Regions from separate parts of the Rattus norvegicus genome. Here region 2 is linked to region 1. Evidence: chromatin contacts called from public Hi-C data. All regions are on one chromosome and are shown on one strand. The core of a region is the stretch at or near the end of the contact, and the rest is flanking DNA. Distances in the headings are between cores, read along the strand shown.

What was found. Hi-C and Micro-C count contacts between places; a contact is called where the count stands out from the background.
Region 2: a contact with region 1 is called in a Hi-C map of the A7r5 cell line, with 6 times the contacts expected there. The contact joins two enhancer-like sites. A contact is called at or near these places in 12 of 12 Hi-C or Micro-C datasets (the A7r5 cell line, the Rat2 cell line, Schwann cells and 7 more) and 1 of 1 datasets of contacts at active chromatin or transcription factors (oligodendrocytes).

What each region holds. Positions count from the first base shown.
Region 1 is chr10:88,028,201-88,031,296 of GRCr8, forward strand. It overlaps the pseudogene LOC108352139. Among named protein-coding and RNA genes, the nearest start is that of Gpatch8, 17 kb to the left of the region's middle. Within about 2 kb of position 1,836, at least 12 of the 93 cell types and tissues checked have an H3K27ac peak or open chromatin away from gene starts, as enhancers often do. A contact at or near this core is called in the A7r5 cell line, where this site is marked.
Region 2 is chr10:88,115,251-88,118,252 of GRCr8, forward strand. No RefSeq gene overlaps it. Among named protein-coding and RNA genes, the nearest start is that of Meioc, 12 kb to the right of the region's middle. Within about 2 kb of position 1,486, at least 6 of the 93 cell types and tissues checked have an H3K27ac peak or open chromatin away from gene starts, as enhancers often do. A contact at or near this core is called in the A7r5 cell line, where this site is marked.

The DNA.
Region 1 (3,096 bases), core at 586-3,085:
TGTTTTTTCGTCACTTGGTGGCCTTTGTTGAGGCCCACGGCCATGGGGTAGCGCAGGGCCATGGCTGCAGCTTTCCGATGGCGGCCGGACAGGAAGCTGGTGTCTTTATTGGTCGATCAGAAACCAATCGAGGACAAAGAATTTCAGCATCTGGGGCTGGAGAGATGGCTCAGTGGTTAAGAGCACTGACTGCTCTTCCAGAGGTCATGAGTTCAAATCCCAGCAACCACATGGTGGCTCACAACCATCTGTAAAGAGATCCGATGCCCTCTTCTGGTGTGTCTGAAGACAGTGACAGTGTATTCGTCATATATAAAATGAATAAATAAAATCTTTTAAAAAAAAAGAATTTCAGCATCTGGACACGCAGTTTTCTGATTGAGTCAAAGCATTAGAACCAATCTCCAACAAATATATATGTGTATGTGTGTGCATGTATGCATGGGTATACATGTGTATGTATGTATTTATACATACACACACAATGTGTGTGTAGATAAGGCACACATGTGGAGGTCAGAGGACAACCTGCAGGAGGTAGTCTTCACAGCTGTCTTGAGAGTTCCTTCCAACGTGCATGTGAGGGTCAAACTCAGGTCCTTACGTTTAGCATCGGGGCCCCTTTACTCACCGAGGCATCTCTCAGGGCCTTTGAATTATTATTATTATTATTATTATTTTTTTGGTTCTTTTTTTTGGAGCTGGGGACCAAACCCAGGGCCTTGCGCTTCCTAGGCAAGCGCTCTACCACTGAGCTAAATCCCCAGCCCCTGAATTTATTTTTAAAACCTTTAGAAGTTTTACTTATCGCCGTGCCACATGCATGTATGATGCACGGGTTTGCATGCTGGCACCCACACACCACAGCACACATGTGGCACCCACACAACATAGCACACATGTGGAGGTTGGGCTCAGGAGTCTTTTCTCTCTCTTTGTCTTGAGATCCGGGGAGCAAACTCAGGCCTTTAGGCTTCTGAAGCTCAGATTATTCTGACTCTTCTAGTCCTGTGACTTTGGGCAGGTGACCTGGATATGTACCTCAGTCTCCTGGGTTGTAAAACAGCAGAGAGTATCTGGCCGTATTGTATGTCAGGTTTCAGTTCCATTGCTAATTGTGTTTGATCTACTGCCCTAGAACTCCGAGGGGCGATGAGGGAAAGTGCATGTCATACAGCACACGTTACAAACACCGACTGTGAGTAATTAAAAAATTAACCATCTGCTGAACATATTTCACGCGTTTCTCATTTTTAAAATCATATATTTACTTTTATTTTATACACATTGGTGTTTTGCTTGCATGTATTTCTGTGTGAGGATGTTACAGACAGTTGTGAGCTGCCCTGTGAGTGCTAGGAATTGAACCCAGGTTCATCTGGAAGAACAGACTCTTAACCCCTGAGCAATCTCTCCAGCCCCGGGTGGCTTAGCCCCAGGTTGTCCCCAGGTTGCTCATTCTGTGTGTGTATCTTTCTCTCCCTCCCTCCTAACTTCCCTCCCTCCCTCCCTCCCTCCCTCCCTCCCTCCCTCCCTCCCACTCTTCCCCTCCCCCTCCCCCCTCTCTTTCTCGATCTCATTCCCAATGTAGCCTCCTGCCTCTGCCTCTCAAATACGGGGTTGTACCAGTGTACACCGCCACGCCCCGCTGTTATTTAACGCACTTTTATTAAAAGATTCCACGTGCGTGGTCTCCCAGAGAATGAGGAGTGGGAAGGACCACAAATGGACCTGAATGTACTTCAGTTCACCCACTTCCCAAATCATCCCGCACGGTCACTCGTGCTGGGGCCCACTAGGACCTCAGTCCAGCAGAGGGCGCTGTGACCTCAAAATGCAATTCTCAGCCTGCCCCTTGGCACAGACGTGCGGAGATGGAAGGAGGGAACCCACTGGGGCATTTTGGCTGCACCCCCTTCAGGCCCTTTGTCCCAACCAACTTCTTTCTCCAAGCACTCAGCAAATCTCCTCAGCCACGCTGCTTGCTGCGGTGTGAACATCACCTCCCTTACTCAGTGAAGCGATCGGCTGGAGATTTCAGCCTTCTGTTACTCAGTGAAGTAACAGATCGGCTAGAGATTTCAGCCTCTGGATCTTTTTTTTCTTTTTTTTTCTTTTTTAAAAAACCCTAAGAGCCTCATTTCAGCGGTGAATCATCGGCCTTGTGCTGCTTGCTCTCTTTCTGTTCCAAATTCCAAGGCGGCAACTTCTGTCTTAGCCTTCTGGGCACCCGCAGCCATCTTTATCGCAGCCCAGCTCCTCAAAACAAAATTCATTCACTCTCCAGTCTACTCTTGTTTCAACTGTGCTGGAAGACAAAGAGCCTCTTCTCCCAGTCTTTCATCAAACAGTTCTTTGGGACCAAGATTACTTTCATGCAGAGTTGAAGAGAGTTAACCTTTATTGAGGGCATACGCTGCGCCAAGCACTTGACATTACCCTCTCAATTACTCTGAGAGGTTTCTGGCCCATTTAGTAGGTGACACAGTTAAGGCTAAGGGACATTCTAAGGTCACACAGTATGGAGCCATTTTTTTTTAAATAATAATTTTTGGAGAGGGCAAAAGGTTGGAGAAATGGCTATGCAATTAAGATTACTTGTTGCTAGGGGTTGGGGATTTAGCTCAGTGGTAGAGCGCTTGCCTAGGAAGCGCAAGGTCCTGGGTTCGGTCCCCAGCTTTTGCAAGAGGAGCCAGGTTTGCAAGAGGAGCCAGGTTTGGTCCCCAGACCCCTCATTGTAACTTACATTTGCCCACACTTTCCATTGGGAAAGATTTCACACGCTCTGGCCTCCTTGGGCAACAGGCACACATATGATATACAAACCTAAGGTTTTAAAATTAATTAATCTATTGTGCTGCACTGCATACAGAAGAATGCATAACATGCCCAGGACACTGTTCTGAAGGGTCAGGTTTCTTCTTCCACTGTGTGCACTGGGGACTGAGCTCAGGCAAATGCTATACCAATGAGCTACATCCCCAGCCTTCCAATAACATTTGTTTGTCTGTTTTTTCCAGATATGGTTTCTCTGGGTAGTCCTGGCTATCCTGAAACTCACTCTGCAGGCCAGGCTGGCCTCCAACTCATAGATCC
Region 2 (3,002 bases), core at 236-2,735, 87 kb after region 1:
TTTCCATATTTAAAAATCCATCTGGTCTTTGTCCCCTGTATTTTCCTTTCCATTTTAAAATGTGAGCGTCCTTCTGAGGAAAAGCCAATCCATGTGTTTTTGATTCATTTAAATTTAATTTCTCAAAAAAAGAAGGGCAGACATCATTGAGTTTCACACATTTTCAAATGACAGGAAATAGAGAGAGGCCAAGTGGGGGTAACTCAGGCACTCCTTGGGCTCTCCTATTCAGGAAATGATGTCACTCAACCTACAGCGGGTGCTGAGTCTGGCTTTATTTCCTTATTCCTGTGCCAGCCCCAGCAAAGGGGGCAGCCACAATACCCGGGCCATCCAGCACCAAGAGTATAATAAAACGACAAATGAATCTGATCTCTGAAAGCTTGGTTGGGGTGTGCAGTAAGGTTATGTGTAAGAGAAGAAGCAATTAGACTTCGGTGCTTCCTGTCTGGTGGGGTTTACATTCAAACAAACAACAAGAACAAACAGGGTTTCACTATGCAGAACAGGCTGGCCTTGAACTGCCTACCGCTGCACCCCAAGTGATAGAATTAAAGGCATACACTACCACGTCCGCCCTTGCTTGTTATGCTTGATATCTGAAACTACCCCACAATGGCTCCTGTTTGGAAATCTTTTTCCACAGCTGGCAGCATTATTTAGGAGAGTTGTTAGCTTATTTAGGATTCCACTAGGTCTTCCCAGGAACCTAGCAACGCCTTAAGCCATGGTCACCTGCTGCCGTCACCTGCCTCTATCATCTGTCACCTCTGCCAGGTGTGCCAGGTGCTTGTAAAAGGACTGCCCACCATCTCTCTCTCTCTCTCTCTCTCTCTCTCTCTCTCCTCCCCTCCCTTCCTTTTTTTTTTTTTTTTTGGTTCTTTTTTTCGGAGCTGGGGACCGAACCCAGGGCCTTGCGCTTCCTAGGCAAGCGCTCTACCACTGAGCTAAATACCCAACCCCTCCTTCTTTCTTCCCTCCCCTTCCCTCTCCTTCCCTCCCTCCTTCTTCCCTCCCCCCTCTCTCTCCTGCCCCTCCCTCTCTGTCCTTCCCTCCTTCTGTCCCTCTCTTGTCCCTCCCTCCCTCTCCTGTCCCTCCCTCTCTCCTTCCCTCCCTCCCTGTCCTTCTCTGTACTACCCTCTTCTCTACCATCATGGCTCTGCTCTAGCCTGTGTGCCTGACTATATGTCCACTGGTCTGCCTCTACCCCTTCCCAGATCCTCACTCCTCTCCCTTGCCCCAGTAAAACCCCTTTATATCAGAACTATTGCATGGTGTAGTTACTCAGGTATGAGCCCACCAGGTACCCCTCACAGTGATATATTTTATAACAGGAGTCTGTGTAACGTTTGGGAGGTGAGGCCTAGCTGACACAAGTAGGTAACTAAGGCAAGGCCTTTGACTATAGCCTGGTCCTGCTTTCTTAAAGCTGGTCTCTCAGCTTCCTGTTTCACCAAGATGGGACTAGCCTGCACCGCGCACTCCCTCTGCTGTCTGCTGTGAACTGGGCTGCTCCTCCACGCCTCTGCACACAGAGCCAGAATAATAACGCTTCCTTCCACTCCATGACTTCTGTCAGATATTTTATCGCAGCAACATGAAAGTGACTAATAGGCAGAGCATGTAATTATGTAAGCCAGCAGGAGCTCCATGTAAACATACCCGCTTATAACGCGGGAGTAAAAACACAGGCTGGAATGACTTGGGGGCAGGGGGAGTAATAGAGACACTACAGGTTTGTGGAATGTGCTGTAGCCAGGCAAGCCTGAAGTAAAGTTGCGATTTGACTCTTCCCAGGAACTTTAGGTAAGTGACTTCATCTCCATGAGCGTCATCAACAAACCACTCCAAAGAACTGCTGTAAGAATTAAATGAGACATGAGGGTGGGGTGGGAAATTGGGGAGTGGGGGGTTGGAGAAGGATGATATAGGCCTTTAATCCCAGCATCCGGGAGGCAGAAGCAGGTAGATCTCTGAGTTTGAGGCCGGGTTGGTCTATGAATCGAGTTCTGGGACAGCCAGGGCTACACAGAGAAACCCTGACTTGAAAAACCAAAATCCCAAACCAAACATCAACAAGAATCATTTAAGGGAGATGATGTGTGTGGCTCCGCCATTGACACGCAGTTAATAAATAACAGCTAGTAGCATCATATTATCTGAAAATAAAACACTGAGGTTGAATTCCCTTTTCATTATCCTTTAAGCCACCATCAAGCAGTCCCACGACATCCTGCAGGGCCAATAATGAAATGAGAATGTGGTGGCTTGATTGTTCTTGGCCCATAGGAAGTGACACTACCAGAGGGCGTGGCCTTGTTGCAGGAAGTGTGTCTCTGTATAGGCGGGCTTTGAGATCTCCTAGTGCTCAAGCTCCGCCCAGTGTAGAAGAAAGTCCTGCACCTGGCTGACTGTGGAAGACAGTCTCCTCTGCCTACCTTCAGAGGTCAGCGTGGACATTACCATGCTTCTTGCCATGATGATAATGGACTGAACCCCTGAAACTGTAAGCCAGCCCCAATTAAATGTTGGCCTCAGAAGAGTTGCCTTGGTCGTGGTGTCTCTTCACAGTAATGAAACCCTGACTAAGACAAGGTCTGAAGCCATCAGCAGATGTTGTTAGAGATGAACTGGAGAAAATGAGAACCTGGAGGAGGGGCTGGCAAGATGGTTCACCAAGGCTGATGACCTGGGTTCAGGCCCCAACATCCACACACCAGTAGAAGAGAAGCGATGCCTGCAAGTTTCTTTCGGATCTCTACTCATATACGGTGGCACAACCGCTTCCTAAAATAATGTTTAAACATGAAAACAAAAGCCAAAAAATCTGTTGTTGCGAGTTTACAAATCTGTTGAAGAGACATGACAGTCAGAGAAGCTTGAGAAAAAAAATCACAGAACAATTTAGCAGTGGGTCAATGTTGAGCTTTGGGGCTACCAGGAAAGTAAAGGCCATACTGGAGGATGACCACGATCAGGAAAACTATCAGTAGGATTCTGAA